Regions from separate parts of the Mus musculus genome. Here all the other regions are linked to region 2. A link is a contact called in public promoter capture Hi-C data. All regions are on one chromosome and are shown on one strand. Each heading gives the region's core, a stretch centred on a gene start, on an enhancer-like site or on the middle of the called end of the contact. The rest is flanking DNA. Distances are from core to core; before and after follow the strand shown.

Region 1 (2,936 bases), core at 34-2,533, 760 kb before region 2:
CTTTGTGGTTGATATCCCAGGGTAGCCTGAGAAGAAGATGACCAAGAGCAGAGGAAGGAGATTCAGGTATTCTGACCTCCGGCAGCATTCCCATTGTTGTAAAACCTTACTCTGATAAATAAGTTTTTGGAGATTTATTCTTAATTTAAAATTATATGTATGAATGTGGTATCCAAGACCATCCCCTGGAGCTGGAGTTATTTGAACTTGGCGAGCCTCTTGTATGTGCTGGGACCTGAATTAGTGTCCTCTGCTTGAGCAGTAAGAGTTCTAGCCGAGGAGCCATCTCTCCAACCCCTTGCAGCAAGTAATTTTATCCAGAGGAAGAGATAGGAAGCGGGGAAGGGTGCAAGAAAGAGAACACACTCATCTTTTGATTGTTCATGGGGCTAAGCCTTTCAACGATTGTGGAAAGAGAATGAAATTACCCCAAATCAGGCCTGTTCTCCTCTTGACTCTGTCTCACCATCCGTCCATTTCTGTGATCTCCTGTATAGGCGCCTACAATCTGTGCCATCCGCAAGGTGAGTCACTGTCTGAATTTACGGAGCCTTGCTTCTCTTGGTCTGATCGTTCGGCCTGGGCGACACGAAAGCAGAAGGCTCATAGATTCCGAAGCACCTCAAGGCTGGCTTCCTCTTTCTTTTTCCATTCGCAGGTCGCTTGCCCTCTCTGGGTGCACCAAGAGAGAGTAAATGACTATGAGTGAAGATGGCCGGTTTCCTGGACGCTCCCAGTCCCAGAAAGGAAAGGCACTGACCAACTCCCCTGCAGACAGGGTTTTTAAAATGACGCTGAGGATGGGAGTGGGGGTGGGGTAGAGAATGGTCCCTAAGCTCAGTTTGACTGTGCTGGGAGCTGGGTCCAGATGGCTTAAGTAACAAATAGTTTAAGAGAGAAAAGCAAGGCTTTAAGGACCAGCTGGGAGTGGTCCCAGACTTTGGGTCAGATCCAACGCAGTGCTGGCCTAGGACACCCCGCAAAAAGTCCAGATGATACTGTGTGTAAGGAACAGGTTTTAGGTGATGTTTACCCGTGTTGGGTTGATGTGAAGAGTAACGCTTAGCTCACCCCAAATGACAACTGCACCCCTTCTGTTGACATTTATGCCAGACAGTGGGATCCCAGGATGCCCTCAAGGCCTCATCGGGTTGACCCCGCCCCTTTTCACCTGGGCACGCCCCTGGTGGCGGAGACTTCCGGATTTCCCTGCCTGCCAGAGCTCCACCCCTCTGGCCTTATGCCCAGACTCCGCAGTCCGGAGCTGGTAGAACCCGAGCTCAGAGCTTGGAGAGGCTGGCGGAGCAGGAGCTGCGCGGCTGCGGAGTCCTCGTGCCTTGAGGACAGATGTGCGCCGGCATAGGGGGTGCACCAACCTGAGCTGGGGTGAAGCTTCTAGAGAGGACAAGCCGGCGACAGCGAGATGCAGCCGGAGGAGCCCTGCGCCCCGAGCGCGCCCGGCGGTCCTGACGTCCCGGAGAGAGGCCAGCGCTCGCGGGACCCCGGACCGCGCCTGTCGGGCCAGCTACTGCCCGAGCTCTACAGCTTCGTGGCGCGCGTCCTTTTCTACCTGGCACCGGTCTACCTGGCGGGCTACCTGGGGCTCAGCGTCACCTGGCTGCTGCTTGGCGCCCTGCTCTGGATGTGGTGGCGCCGGAACCGCCGCGGGAAGCTGGGGCGCTTGGAGGCCGCCTTCGAATTCCTGGAGCACGAGCGCGAGTTCATCAGCCGTGAGCTGCGGGGCCAGCATTTGCCAGCCTGGGTAAGCCGGGCCCGGCGGAGGGCTGTGGGTTTCCGAGGGGGGAGCTGGGGCGTACTCCCGGGTCTTCACGCAAGGGCCGGGCTTCAGAGAAGAGTCGGAGGTGGGACACACCCAGGATCAAAACTGGGCGTCCAGGACTCCGCAAAGTTGCTCGCGTAGGAAACAGGGCGCTTCTTCCACCCGCCTGTTGATTTAAGAACTAGCGAAGGGCGTGACACGTATATAGACACATACAGCAGTGACAGGAGCACAGGGCTCTGGTCGCCTTCAGCCGAGAGCTGGCAGGAGTGCTCCGCAGAGCAAGCCGGGATACTGCGTGGACCACTGTCCTCTCCCTTCTTATGCCATGGGCTTGAGCGGGCCGTGTGCACACTCGTAGTCCAGAGACAAACCCGCTTCCTGGTGGCGGTTGGCATGGCTATGGTTTCTCAAATGCATCTGGTCCTGAGAACCCCACCTGGTTCACGTAAAAACAAAATCTGTACCCCCAGCTTAATTCCTCGGGTGGGGAACAAGGACGTTTAGGATTGGATGTTTCGCAAACATTGACCAAAGGAGTCCGTTTCAGAGGGTTAGTGTGTGACAGATCTGCCCCCTGGAGCTGGAGGCTTCTGCTTCCCTGAGTATCTTGTATCTCAGACTCCCAGGGGAGATATGCGGAGGCCCCCCCAGACTCCTAATTTCGGCTGGCTTGAATGTTTTGCGTGTGGCCTGAACTCTAAAACGCAGCTGAATCTATGAGCATCACACCTGTCTGTGATTGAGAAGAGAACGTTAGCATGGCTTATTAATCTCATTTGGAAATTAAGTCTTGCCTGTATGTAGTTTGTTAAGGCCATTGCAGCAAAGTACCACAGATGTGGTGGTTTGGACAACAGAAACTTAGTATCCTGTAGGTGATTAGTTCAAGATCACCATATCTAGGGGTCCATTCTGAGTCTGCTATCTCTCTCTCTCTTCTGCCCGCGGCTGACTTCTGACTTCCCTCTGTGTACCTGTGCCCAAGTGTTTATTTTGCATACAAGAGTATCAAGGCATTCAAATCCATTCTAATGAGCTTATTTAAACTTAGATCTGTCAAGATGTTCTCTAATGCAGTCACATTCTGAGGTTCTGGGACACAGAACACGTGCATTTTGGGAGAGAAGGTTCGGTTTATCCCATAGCACTAATG
Region 2 (2,830 bases), core at 114-2,613:
ATCCATCCATCCATCCATCCATCCATCCATCCATCCATCCATCCATTGATCCATCCATCCATCCATCCATCCATCCATCCATCCATCCATCTATGCATCCATCCATTTACCAATCCATCCATCCTTCCATCCATCCATCCACCCATCCATTCTTTCATTCAACAAGTATTTGTTCTGCACATAAACAGTACTAGGTAAAATTATAATAATGTATAGGCATAGCCTTCATGTGGTGAGAAAAATAAGCAGATAATAAGGAGAATGACCAGAAATTATAGAAGGGCCGATGAAGGGAAGGTATAAGGTGATTGGTGGTTATGGATTCAGAATGAAGAACAAACATTTGGGGTGCGTTTGAAAAGTTTGAAAGAACTGCAAACAGTTGGATTTAAACCCGCAAGTGGGGGAAGAGGTCTAGGAGGGCAATACACATTCATTATTCAGAACCATAAAACCAAAAAGAAAAGAGAAAAGGAGCACAGAGGAAAAAAATACAAAAACAAAACAAAAAACCTGTACACACATCGAGAGACTCAAACACGTACTTGTGAATAAGCAGTTGGTGGGATGTTGCACGTGCCCATGTGTTGTTAGGACCCGAACCTAGGGCAAGTACTCTAGTGCTGAGCTAAATTCCAAGCCCTTATTTTGTTTCTTTTGGTTTTTTTTTTGTTTTTTTTTTTTTCGAGACAGGGTTTCTCTGTGTAGCCCTGGCTGTCCTGGAACTCACTCTGTAGACCAGGCTGGCCTCAAACTCAGAAATCCGCCTGCCTCTGCCTCCCAAGTGCTGGGATTAAAGGTGTGCGCCACCACGCCCGACTATTTTGTTTCTTAATGTATGTACTCTTAACATGTATGTATTATGTGTGTATGCATGTGTGTGTATGTGGTATATGTCTTGTATACAAATGATAAAGCTAATACTATAAACAAACAAACAAAAGTAAATGGGCTGGTGAGATTCCTGCTCAGGTTGTAAAGATACCTGCTACCAAGTTTCACCTGAGTTCCATCTCTGGGTCGAAAGAGAGCGGCGACTCTCCCAGGCTATCCTCTGACCTCCACATACAAGTTCATGCGCATGCACACACAAACAAAATTACTTTAAAAAAATTCTTTAAAAAGTTCATTCCCACATCTGTAATCAGAGGTCAGAAAGCGGATTGCAGCGGGTTTGAGGTCAAGACTGCAGAGACTGTCTCTAAGAGGGAAGCGGGGCGGGGCATATAGCTCATTCCATACAGTGCTTGCCTTGCTTGCACAAAGATTTTAGTAGTTTTAAAACGCTTCCGCGGCGCCTTGCCTCCACCCAGACTACATTTCCCAGAATGCTGCACAAAAACCTCTCGAGCCGGAAGTTGCTCTATCGATTCCGGCGCAAAGAGCGTCTGGTAATCATGGCTGCAGTCAGAACACCGTTGTCGCTGTGGAGGTTCCAATTGGGCTCTCGGCGAGCACGGCGGGTCTGTACTCGGGCCACAGCCCAGCGCCACCCCGATGCTCTGCTCGCGACGCGGCCCCAGCCATTCGAGGTGGGGCAGCCTCGCCGCCTGCTCAGCTCCGAGGCAGGTGAGTGACCGCCAGAACTCTGCTGAGCGCCCGGGAAACTTAGAGCTTGCTCTAACGAGTGAAGGCGGCTTGTCAGACTGCGTGCGGCTTCCGTCCGTCCTTGCAGAACTTATCTAAGTCCTCATTCATTCATTCATTCAGTCACTAGTGCTTGCGTGCCGCCCCTTGCAAAGCATTACACTACATTAGCTTGGGGCATGCTGTAGGGTTGACCTGGACTCTGTTATCCCAGTGGCGATTGGCAGAGTTCTGTGATCCAGGCTACGTCGGGCATGGGGGGAGGGGGGGGCGGAAAGCACTTAGCTGCCTTTCAAACTATGTTGGACGCATAGGGATGAATCCCAGGGAAAATACGGGCAACGCTGCCACCAGGCTAACCATGCTAAGGTTAAAAGAACAAGAGGACACCATAATAAGCAGAGGTATAGAGAAGAAACTGAACGCTGGTATTTTGGGGGAACGTATTTTGGAGTTAGGATTGATAATGTCTAAGTAAGTGTCCAGGTTTTGATGGTAAGCAGTTGAATGGAGACTCGTGGCAAGCTAGAGAACATTAATGGTAGAAACAGTTTATGTGGTTGATTTTTGAGTTTGGATTGATGACTCGGTAAAATGAAAATTAAAAAACGGGAAAGGAGGCGGAATTTTGCTTGTTTTGTGTTGAAGTTGAGATGTCTTTGTTATTCCAGGGTCAGTATACAGTTAGATACAAATTGAGGCGCACTGGAGTAAAAAAACGATCACTAGAGTCGAGCAGGTGCGTGAGCTTGTCTCAAGACAGTGTAGTGCTGAGCATGTATATAGTTACTGGAGCTTGTGGGTGACCATGAGAATAAACACAGGAGTTTGGTCTTCAAAGAAACGTTCTCGTTAGTTTTGTGTCAACTTGACACAAGCCAGAGTTATCTGAATGGAAAGAAATGCCTCCATAAGATCCAGCTGTAGGACATTTTCTTACTTAGTGTTTGAGGTGGGAGGGCCCAGTCCATTGTGGGTAGTGCAATGCCTGGGCTGGTGGTGGTCCTGGATTCTATAAGAAAGCAGGGGGAGCAAACCAGTAAGCAGCACCCCTCCATGGCCTCTGCATCAGCTTCTGCCTCTGGGCAACTTGTGTTTGTGTCCCGACTTCCTTCAACGATAGACGACTACACTGTGGAAGTGTAAGCCAAACCCTTTCCTCCCCAGCTTGCTCATGGCCATGGTGACTCATTGCAGTAATAGAAACCCTAACTGGGACAGAGACTAAATCTCTCAGTGGCGG
Region 3 (2,933 bases), core at 134-2,633, 840 kb before region 2:
GCTGTGTCTAAAGTCTTGGCCTCCCTACCTGGGAAGGGAGGCAGAAGTTGAGGTCCCCTAGGCTTGTAGCTCTACCTACTCAGCCGTTCAAGGCCAATGAGACTCCTCAAAAGAAACAACAACAACAACCACACCCCAACCAAAGATCAAAATAAAGCAAAATGGTGACAGGCACCCGAAAGGTAACACCCACTGTTGTCCTGTCCTCACAACTGTACGCATGCACAGGTGCATGCTTATGTCCCCGCACACACGTGAGTGGTGCCAGTGTAACATGCTATGGCTGCGTTGGAAACAGATATATGCCCCCGAAAGAGTTCCCCAGTCAACCCGGCAATTCCGCTGGAGGTGTATGTATCCAAGAGGAATCACAGTATTTACATAAAGACTTTTAACACTAGCACTTTATTCACACCGAGAGAAAGGGGGAAAGTAGGTAAGCATCGACTGAGGAAAGGCTAAACAAATGCTTCCTATACACACAGTGGGAGATGAGTCTGGCCGAGGTGTGGCTACGCGGAACCACGTGCATCCAGTCTGCACACACCGTGGAAGAAGCCAGTCACAGAGACCACATGTTGTATGACTCCATTTATATAGAATGTTCTGAATAGGCAAATCCACCGAGGCTGAAATGCAGATTAGAGGGTTCCAGAGCCTGGGAGGGGGGAAGAATGGGGAGAGGTTACCCACAGAGGTTTTTTCTTTTAATTTATTGGGGAAAGGAGTAGTGACCCGAATGTTCTGGAATTAGATAAATAACTATGGTCGCACAACTTTGTTATACCAAAACCCCACTGAAACGTACGCCTTTAAAAGCATATACTCAGCGTTATGTGATCATATCTCAAGTCTTGTAAAAGGGAAAGCCGGGGATAGGGAGTAGGGAATGACTCCAACCCAATGGAAGAGCTAAATGGTGTGCGAACGTCGCCGCCGCCTCCTATCCAGGTCGCTGGCTAATTCTCAAGAACTTTGAGGCCTGAATCTGGCACCTAGCTAAAGCAAGCAGCAGGCCCTCGGAATCTTGGGGTCCTCGGGACGTGGTTGAAGCGACGGGACTCTTCTAAGGACTGGGGAGGCGTCCGCAGGTCCCGAAGTTGGCAGCCCGAAGAGTTAAAGATTGAACCTACAGCTCTTTTAAAGCCGCCCGGGGCCAATTCCCCTTAGGTGTCCTAGGCTTATCGGCGGCTCACAGACTGCAGATCCGTGTGGTGAGTGAGTGGAGGCGAGGGGACCCTTGCCCGGTGCCAGCTGTCCCAATGCCCACAGTGGTGCCGTTTGGGGGTCGTCGCAGCCACTCGGAAGGCTCCCGAGGCGCGGGGTGCGCGGTCGCTTTAAGGCGTCAGCGGGGCGGGGACGGCGGCGGCCGGGCTGGCTGGCGCGGAGCCGTCAGTCGGCGGCGCGGGGCCCGGCGGGCGCGGCGCTCCCTCCTCCCGGTGCGAGCGAGGAGGCGGTGGCCCAGGGCGGGAGCCCAGCCCCGGCGGGAGCGCGCGGCGAGCCGCCCGGCAACCCTGAGGGGAGGAGGCCGCCGGGCGCTTTGTTCCGTTCCGGGGCTGGAGGTGTGGCCGGTTCCGCGTTCGCCGGGCTGCGCTGCGCTGCACCCGGCTGCACCCGGGCAGCGGGCTCCGGCTGTGCGTGGCCTCTGCCCCCTACCACCGGCTCTGGCTTAACGGTGTGCAGCGGAGAAGTCGCTCACCACTCCGACCCAAGTGGGAAGGGCCTAGCCGCCGCTTAGACAGACTCCTTTGATTGTAGTCATCCTGGGGTTCCTCGGCTGCCCGGGTAAGGACTCGGCAGGGAGGTGGGCGGCGGGGTCGGGTAGGGGCTCTCCTGGCTTAAAATGGCGTAAATCAGGTTAAAGATCTACGGAGAGGTGGTACATTCATGTGGATAATACAAAACCGCTTTCTTCATAAACAACTCTTCACTGCGTCCTGGGTTCGGGTTGCTGGGCTGGCTCTCTGGTCACCACTGGGGCCTGCGCTCGTTAAACTGATGCGGCCCGGTGCCCATCATGTGTCAGGCTCCATGCCAAATCCTGTTCTGCTTGGAAAGCAGGGCACAAACTGAATGACAGTCTAGTGTGGTCAGTGGGAGAGCTCAAGTGCCCCTACGCCAGGGTTAGGTCAGAGAGACGACTGTTCAGAAGAGCAGAGTGGGCCCTTGACATTACGGTAGAACCCCCTGCAAAGCTGAGGTGCCTTGGGGACGGAGTGCAGTCTGGAGAATAGGACAAAGACCGTGTCACCTGAACTCTGACCTGAGCGCTGGGGCAGCTCCTGATGGTGGGGAACCTTCTTGGGCTACAATGGTGTTTTTGATTCTCTGGACCAAATTATAGAGACTGACTGATGACGCTCAAAACTGTGGCCTCCAGAGGTCTGGCTGGCCGAGGAGTGAGCGGAGAATGCTTAAAGCAAAGCTTACAAAGCCCTGGTACTTGATGGGAATTTGCCTATCTTCAGACAGGACGCCTCCAGAAAGATGGGAGAAGTGGGACGTTAACCTACCCAGGACTGTGCCTATGCCTGTGCTTTTGACCCCGTGTCTGTTCTGGCCTGTTGTGAGTGAGGCTCTAAGATGCTGACGTTTAAGGCTTGTGCAGCCTGCACTGTACATTCCTAGTGTACCAGTCCGCACGTCCTGCAGTGGTGGGTTGAAGTGTGGGGTGGCAGCTATGTATATTAACAACTGACGCATGTAAGGGCTCAGCTGTGAACAAAGCACTTTCACTGAAGCAGTTCGTAGACTTTCTCCTGCCCCTTTTCCCAGAGAAGAAATCTGAGCTGCTAACATTCCGTAAACCTTCTTATTTCCTGTAAATTGCATGTCCCTGCTGACTGGGGCTGAAAATGTTTCAGGCCGTGGTGTTTCTTCGGGGATGTGTGTGTGTGTGTGTGTGTGTGTGTGTGTGTGTGTGTGTGTGTGTG
Region 4 (3,076 bases), core at 449-2,948, 540 kb before region 2:
GAATACATCACAGAACTCTTATCACACACAGACGATTCGAAACTCACTGGTGTACAGTCTAATCTCCCAGAGTAGCTTTTCCAAGTACTGCATAGCAATACTATCAGCAAAGAACAGTGTAAAGATTAGGCCTCGATCCACTCTTTGTCATAGTACATTCCTATTCTAGCATTTCCATCCCCGATATTCACAGAAACTTCACAGGTATTTGGCAAGCTTCTTGTTTTACTCTCTGTCTCTGTGTCTCTGTCTGTCTCTGTGTCTGCCTCTCTCTCTCTCTCTCTCTCTCTCTCTGTCTCTGTCTCTCTCTCTCTCTCCAGGTTTCTCTGTGTACTCCTAGCTTTCCTGGAACTTGCTCTGTAGACCAAGCTGGCCTCAACTCACAGATCTGCCAGCCTGGCTTGTGTCACCAACCCTTTCTGCTTGGTCAGAAAGCCATTGCTAGTCTAGTGCAAGATACTTTTGCTTCTGTGGTGGACATGAGACTGACCTTGTGGTGGAGGGGAAGGAAGAAGCTTGGTACAAGGGTCGAGGATCAACGTGTGAAGGTCCTTTACTGACATTTCTGGCTGTGAGCTCGCTAAATATTAAGGGGAATTCTATTCATTAGACATCTGAAAAGACCTGGGCTTCACAGTTGGGTTAAGCATTTAATGTCCCACTGGCAATGGGCTGAAGCCTCAAAAGCTCCACATAAAATTACTTGTAGAAACCCCAAACTTGTACAAGCATGGTGAAATAGGTTAACCTCTGTTTTTTGTTTTTGTTTTTGTTTTTTTTTTGAGACAGGGTCCCTGCTATGCAGCTTTGCCTAGTCTGCAACTCAGGAAGTAACCTAGCTGGCCTGGCAATGCACCTGCCTTCTGGTCCTGAATGCAGAGCTTTATAGGCATTAGCCACCACGCTTGATTTTTTTTTTTTTTTAAATCACTTAGTTACATCCGCAGAATCAAACTATTGTTTTGACACCTTGTCTCATTTTCCTTCTACTTGTAGATTCTATCCTAGACTACTTAAGTATTTGCTTGAATTGTTAGAGTGGCGTTAGGTTACAGTAGGTTTACTATATGTAAACAAAAAGACTACAAGTATCCCACGCAGGACCTCTTAGGCTATGTGAGTGCCCTACCGCTGAGCTCTATCCGCCGCGCCCAAGGTTTGGCTGACAGTAAGTGAAATTCAAGCGTCTCACTAAAGAGCCATGAAATTTCCCGACAGCAGGGAGACAGAGGCGAGAAAAAAAAAAAAAAGCGCTGGGCGAAGTGTAAGGTTTGGCAGCCAAACGTCAGCTGCGGTGGTGCAGAGACGAACACAGAAGTGTTTCAAAGGCTGGACTCTTTACATCTAAATGATCGTTCACATCGCAGGGAATGGAAGGCCAGCTGGGCCGTGGGAACAAAGGGGAGTCTGCGGAGAAGCGGAACCGGGAGGTGCAGGTTTTCCCGAAGGCGGCGAGCTGGGGGCTGCAGACACCGCAGTGCTCTGCGAGCCAACCCCAGCGCGCCGGCAGCGCAGTAGGAACGCGGCACCGACAGCCGCACAGGGCGAGGCTGGTGCTGCCTCCCCTCGAGGGGCGGGGCTTGCGCGGTGAGTGGGCGGGGCTGCCTGGAGGCGGGCGTCGGGGGATTGGCCCTAGAGGGTGGGCGGGGCCGGGCAGCGGGGAGGAGAGCCCGGGAGGCTCGCGCGCGCGCTCGCGCAGGCGCGGGCACGGCGGTGGCGCGCGCGTGCTCCGTCGGGCGGTGCAGCGGCTGCGACGGAGCCGGCCATGGTCGTGGGCGGTGGGCGGGTGTCGCGCTGAGCCCCGAAGGCAGCAAGAGACTGGGAGCGGGGCATGCGGGTGTCGGAGCCAGGCGGGCACGGCTGCGGGAGCTGCTGACGGCGCTGCGGGATCGGGAGCCGGTGGCGGCGCGCGGGGCAGGTGAGCGCGGGAGGCGGCGCGGGCTGCGGCGCTGGCGGCTCGGGCGGGCGCTTCCTGCCGGGCTCGGCCGCGGGAGCGCGGGCTCCGAGGTACGCGGCGCCCAGGCCTCGGGCGGCGGACACCGAGCAGCGGAGGGCGCCCGGTGGGCGACCACAGAGAGAGCGGGCGCGGCACGGCCCAGCCGGTGTCGGTGCGGACGCCCGGCGGCTGCGGACCCTCAGGTGTTTCGGCGCAGCGTTCACCGCACGATTCCGGGCTCTCCGGTTTCAGACCGGTCAGAGTCCCGGTGCTGCGGCTAACCCGTCCCGCGCGGCCTTGGCTGAAATACCCCGAGGAGACGTGAAGCGGGAACTGTGAATACTCACCTCCCGGGATTGCGGGAGGCCGTGCTAACCTCGCTGTAAGTGCTCGGTGGACGGGAGCTTTTGGGAGTCGCTCACTGCAGCATCCTTGCTGGCTCTGGCTTGTTCCTTCCTAGAGGTTGGTATTGGGGGCAAATTTATTTCCGAACCGCTCTAGTGTTGCAATAAGCTCAACTCGAGTTGCTTAACGAAGGAGCCTGTTATCTTACAGCGGCCAGAGTAGGATTCTGTAGTCTCTTCCTAGAATTCTGTAGTTTCTCTCTTGGAAAGGCTGACTTGGAAACCTGTCTTGGGTACGGAGTGAATTAGTGCTAAGAATCCTATCAGAATCAGAGTTTACACAACGTGGAAGATGGTGGTGGGACATGTTACCTGACTTACTTTGGTATTTAACCCATCTGAAGTGACACTTAAATTGTCACTTGTTACAGAGTATAAACACAGGAAGAGTATGGAAACATACTCCTTTTTTCCTGCATTGCTACATCCGAAGGGAGTGACAAGTGCTTTTGTAAACATCGTTGTGGGCAGTGTTACTTACTGTCTGGTGAAGTCATCATAATTAAATTAGATGAGTATTTATTCTGAAGTGCTGAATGGATGTTTGGGAATACCAGTCGTAATGAAATCTCCAAGGAGTCTGAGTTTCCAGGAGTTCATTATCACTTGCGGGTCTTGGTACTGCTTTGTAAGTTTTTTTGTTTTGTTTTGTTTTATTTTGTTTTGGATCTTTTGAGACAGAACCTTGCGGTGTTATGGATCTTTTGAGACAGAACTTTGCGGTGTTAGTCCTCAG
Region 5 (3,033 bases), core at 514-3,013, 970 kb before region 2:
ATAACCTGCCTATACTTCTATCTTGTCCCAGGCTGAAACAAAGCAAAAAGTGGTTATTCAACAAACATTTAATACATGCCTATGGTAGGCATTAAGATAAAAAAAAAACCAAGATGATAAAATTTTTGTAGTCTCCCTGAAATGACTAGTATAAAGTTACTTTTCCCAAACCTCTATAATCAACACACACACATACACAAACACACATATATAAAGCAATATATTGTTAGAGATATTATGTTACAGGAACATACTGATGCCTGAAATTAAGGAATCATGATGCAGGCTGGGGAGATGTTTCAAAATGTAAAACCTCTTGCCACTAAATCTGATGATTTGACTCTGATCCTTGGACCTCTAAGATGAAACGAGAGAACCTGCTTCCTAAGCTGTCCTCTGGCCAGGACATGTGTGAATCCACATACACACACACACACACACACACACACAATAAATAAATAAATGAAAAATCATTTTAAAGAAAATATATGGAGTTGGGAGAGTCACCTAGTTCTTCCTCGAGGGAGGGGTTTCCTAGAAGATGTATTGCCCGAGTTTCTGGGTGAGGTATAGCTCACACATATAGAGACTATTGTACAATTGTCAATGCTTTTGTGTGCTATATACAATTACAATTTGCCTGGTTGTAGCAGGCATACTAGGACGTGATTTTAGGTGTTACATGGGTGGACAGATGAACATTTAAATGTATTTATGAATGGTAATATGTACTAGAATAAAAAAGAATACAACACATTTGATTTCACAGACTTGATTTAGGACAAGGCTAACAATCTTAAATGGGCTCAATCTGGCTTTAAATAAAATTACTGAATGAGTAATAATTCCTGTGTAAAGAGTGGGAAAGACTGTAGTTACAGAGCTTAGGATATACCGCTACAGCACCAGGGTTCTCTTAAACTTCCAGGCTTTCAGAAGTGCAACACTTTGTAAGAGACTTATAAGCAAGGGTGATAAGTGATACAATAAATGTAGACATTAAAGTACAGGAGGAAATGAGAAACAATGGGAGAGATATGCTTTTACTTAAAGAGCACTGGGAGGTGAGTGGAGTTGAGGTAACAACCTGAATTAGGGATGGCTTTACTTTCAGAATATTTTAGTAGGAAACATTCACATAGTTTAATTCTCCATCCCCCATTTGACCTAAAGGCTGGAAATAATTCTAACACACAGACAACGTAAGGCTTTCCACATTCCAGGCATTTTTGTTGTTGTTGTTGTTGTTTATTGGGCCATTTATTCTCATTAGTCCTTATTTTACAGTCGGGAGAAGTGAAATAAATATAAAGAGGCTAAGAACCTTTCCAAAATATTGGCACTAACGAAAAGCAGCTAGGATTAAATCCAGGCGTCCTGGCTGTGGAGAACCCGTTCTTACCAATATACCAGAGTAAGTGGGTCGGGCACGCAACGCTAAATAAAGCAGGTCATAGTTAACTGTTGAAGCGTGAGGCGATTTTCATTGCAGGCAGAAGACCTAGTTTTGAGACCAGTTTCTCCAGCTTTAAGAGGGAGAGAATACTGAAACTAGGGAATGGTGTAGAGTGAGATAATGAATGTGAAAGTGAACTTCAGACTCCGTAGATAGTAACTCCACCTACTAGCGGTTAGGAAAGAAAACCTGTAAACTGAAATTTAAGAGTGCGGACAGCTCGTCGAGCCAGGGTGAGGCTCCGCCCCCCACCCGCGGAAGGTGGGGCAGGCAGGCTTCTGCGCATGCGGAGGCCGCTGCCCGCGCCCACCTCTGACCCCAGCCGAGAGTAGCTGCTGTTTCTGAGAGGACGATTCGTAAGCCGGGGTCCGGCGCGGTTTCCCAATCCCTCGCCCTTCTGCCCAGCCCCTTCGGTGCTCGAGCGACGCCTGGGGCGCGGTCTGTTCTGGGCAGCTTGCCTGGGCTTTCTACAGAGGCTCCGGCTGCAGGTCACATAGGTGGCTGTCGAAAGTGCCGGCCGCGCGCCGGCGCCGGCAGCAGCCGGGTGGGAAGGCTCAAGATGGCGTGCCTGTTGGAGACCCCAATCCGCATGAGCGTCCTCTCGGTGAGTGACCCGCCCGGCGCGGGGCAACCCCGGTCCTGCCCACAGCATTACCCCGGCGCCCTGAGCCTCCCGAGCACCACCCACTGCGGTGGCCTCAGCTGGGATGCACGCGACCCGGGCCGAGTCGGAGGCGTCTCCTACTCGAGAGCTCCCACCGGTGCGGGTTCCCAGGACGGCGGCCGTTCGGCCGGCGGGGAGGTCGGGCTCCAGGCAGCCGGCCCATGGGCGCGGCTTGGGTTTGGCCGAGCCTTCTCCCGTCTTCCTCCCTGCGCTGTTGCTTCTCGGGACGGAGCTCGCTGCCTGCGAGGGTTCAGGACAGGCCTGGAACCTAGAGTCCACTTCGCTCTCCAGGGCTGTGGCTAGAAGAGGTGCGAACTCTTAAGCTGCCACAGCACAGAGCTGCCAGACCAGGGCTGTGCGTCTTCTGTCAAGTCCCTACCACCAGGGCACCTGCCAACACCGCTTGCTTCTTGGCAATGGAGGTTTTCACATCAGCTGCAACTCGCGCTATTGTGTATGGTTATTTAAACCGCTTTGCTGTGCTCTGCTGTTGAGGTCCGGGCTCCGAGACTAGAGAAACTATGTTTCTAATGTCCGGTGTTTGATTTTTCTTTAGGGAGAGCAAAACATTTTAGGAGGGACCAAAAAGTCGGAATGAAAAAGAATAGGTTCCCCCAGTATTTGAAAGAAGGGAACGTATTGATATACCTAGAAGAAATATCAGGGTTTTTTTTTTCTTAAATTAAAAAGAAACAACAAAAAGCAAAGAAGGCGACTTTCGCCTTCCGCTATAATGTCCTTTAAACAAACAAACAAAAACAAAAAACAGGACCAGGAATGAAATGAACAAGAATGAGTGTTGTTGGGAGATAACTCTGGGAGGTTTGACCACAGATTTTAGCAGTTGGACTCCAAATAGAGCCTACCAATGATTCAGTTGTTGTTGGAAGTAAAGAAATAGGCGGGCAAAGAA

Evidence for each region. Promoter capture Hi-C pulls out the DNA fragments that hold promoters and counts their contacts.
Region 1: a promoter capture Hi-C map of hippocampal neurons shows a contact between it and region 2, with 3 times the contacts expected there. The contact joins the promoter of Esyt3 here to the promoter of Mrps22 in region 2. A contact is called at or near these places in 7 of 39 promoter capture datasets (cranial neural crest, frontonasal cranial neural crest, hippocampal neurons and 4 more), 3 of 484 Hi-C or Micro-C datasets (nephron progenitors, reprogramming fibroblasts and uterus), 4 of 115 datasets of contacts at active chromatin or transcription factors (embryonic limb bud, forebrain, neural tube and 1 more) and 3 of 9 other capture datasets (adipose tissue, embryonic stem cells and liver).
Region 3: a contact with region 2 is called in a promoter capture Hi-C map of hippocampal neurons, with 4 times the contacts expected there. The contact joins the promoter of Mras here to the promoter of Mrps22 in region 2. A contact is called at or near these places in 7 of 39 promoter capture datasets (the 3T3-L1 cell line, cranial neural crest, frontonasal cranial neural crest and 3 more), 2 of 484 Hi-C or Micro-C datasets (reprogramming fibroblasts and uterus), 2 of 115 datasets of contacts at active chromatin or transcription factors (bone marrow-derived macrophages and stem cell-derived neural progenitor cells) and 1 of 9 other capture datasets (adipose tissue).
Region 4: a contact with region 2 is called in a promoter capture Hi-C map of erythroid cells, with 7 times the contacts expected there. The contact joins the promoter of Pik3cb here to the promoter of Mrps22 in region 2. A contact is called at or near these places in 10 of 39 promoter capture datasets (the 3T3-L1 cell line, embryonic stem cells, erythroid cells and 6 more) and 3 of 484 Hi-C or Micro-C datasets (CD4 T cells, Th1 cells and regulatory T cells).
Region 5: a promoter capture Hi-C map of liver shows a contact between it and region 2, with 5 times the contacts expected there. The contact joins the promoter of Armc8 here to the promoter of Mrps22 in region 2. A contact is called at or near these places in 16 of 39 promoter capture datasets (the 3T3-L1 cell line, 3T3-L1-derived adipocytes, the C10 cell line and 12 more), 5 of 484 Hi-C or Micro-C datasets (CD4 T cells, CD8 T cells, LSK cells and 2 more), 4 of 115 datasets of contacts at active chromatin or transcription factors (bone marrow-derived macrophages, memory CD8 T cells and thymic regulatory T cells) and 3 of 9 other capture datasets (adipose tissue, liver and macrophages).

The regions. Positions count from the first base shown.
Region 1 is chr9:99,356,877-99,359,812 of GRCm38.p6, reverse strand. Esyt3 (extended synaptotagmin-like protein 3) reads left to right here and starts at 1,283. Exons shown (of 23, transcript NM_177775.3): 1 at 1,283-1,762. The coding sequence starts at 1,424.
Region 2 is chr9:98,600,212-98,603,041 of GRCm38.p6, reverse strand. Mrps22 (mitochondrial ribosomal protein S22) reads left to right here and starts at 1,363. Exons shown (of 8, transcript NM_025485.3): 1 at 1,363-1,569. The coding sequence starts at 1,398.
Region 3 is chr9:99,435,162-99,438,094 of GRCm38.p6, reverse strand. Mras (muscle and microspikes RAS) reads left to right here and starts at 1,383. Exons shown (of 6, transcript NM_008624.3): 1 at 1,383-1,785.
Region 4 is chr9:99,138,833-99,141,908 of GRCm38.p6, reverse strand. It overlaps Pik3cb (phosphatidylinositol-4,5-bisphosphate 3-kinase catalytic subunit beta), which reads left to right and starts at 1,698. Exons shown (of 24, transcript NM_029094.3): 1 at 1,698-1,918. It also overlaps the pseudogene Gm2773.
Region 5 is chr9:99,567,629-99,570,661 of GRCm38.p6, reverse strand. Armc8 (armadillo repeat containing 8) reads left to right here and starts at 1,763. Exons shown (of 22, transcript NM_028768.3): 1 at 1,763-2,060. The coding sequence starts at 2,016.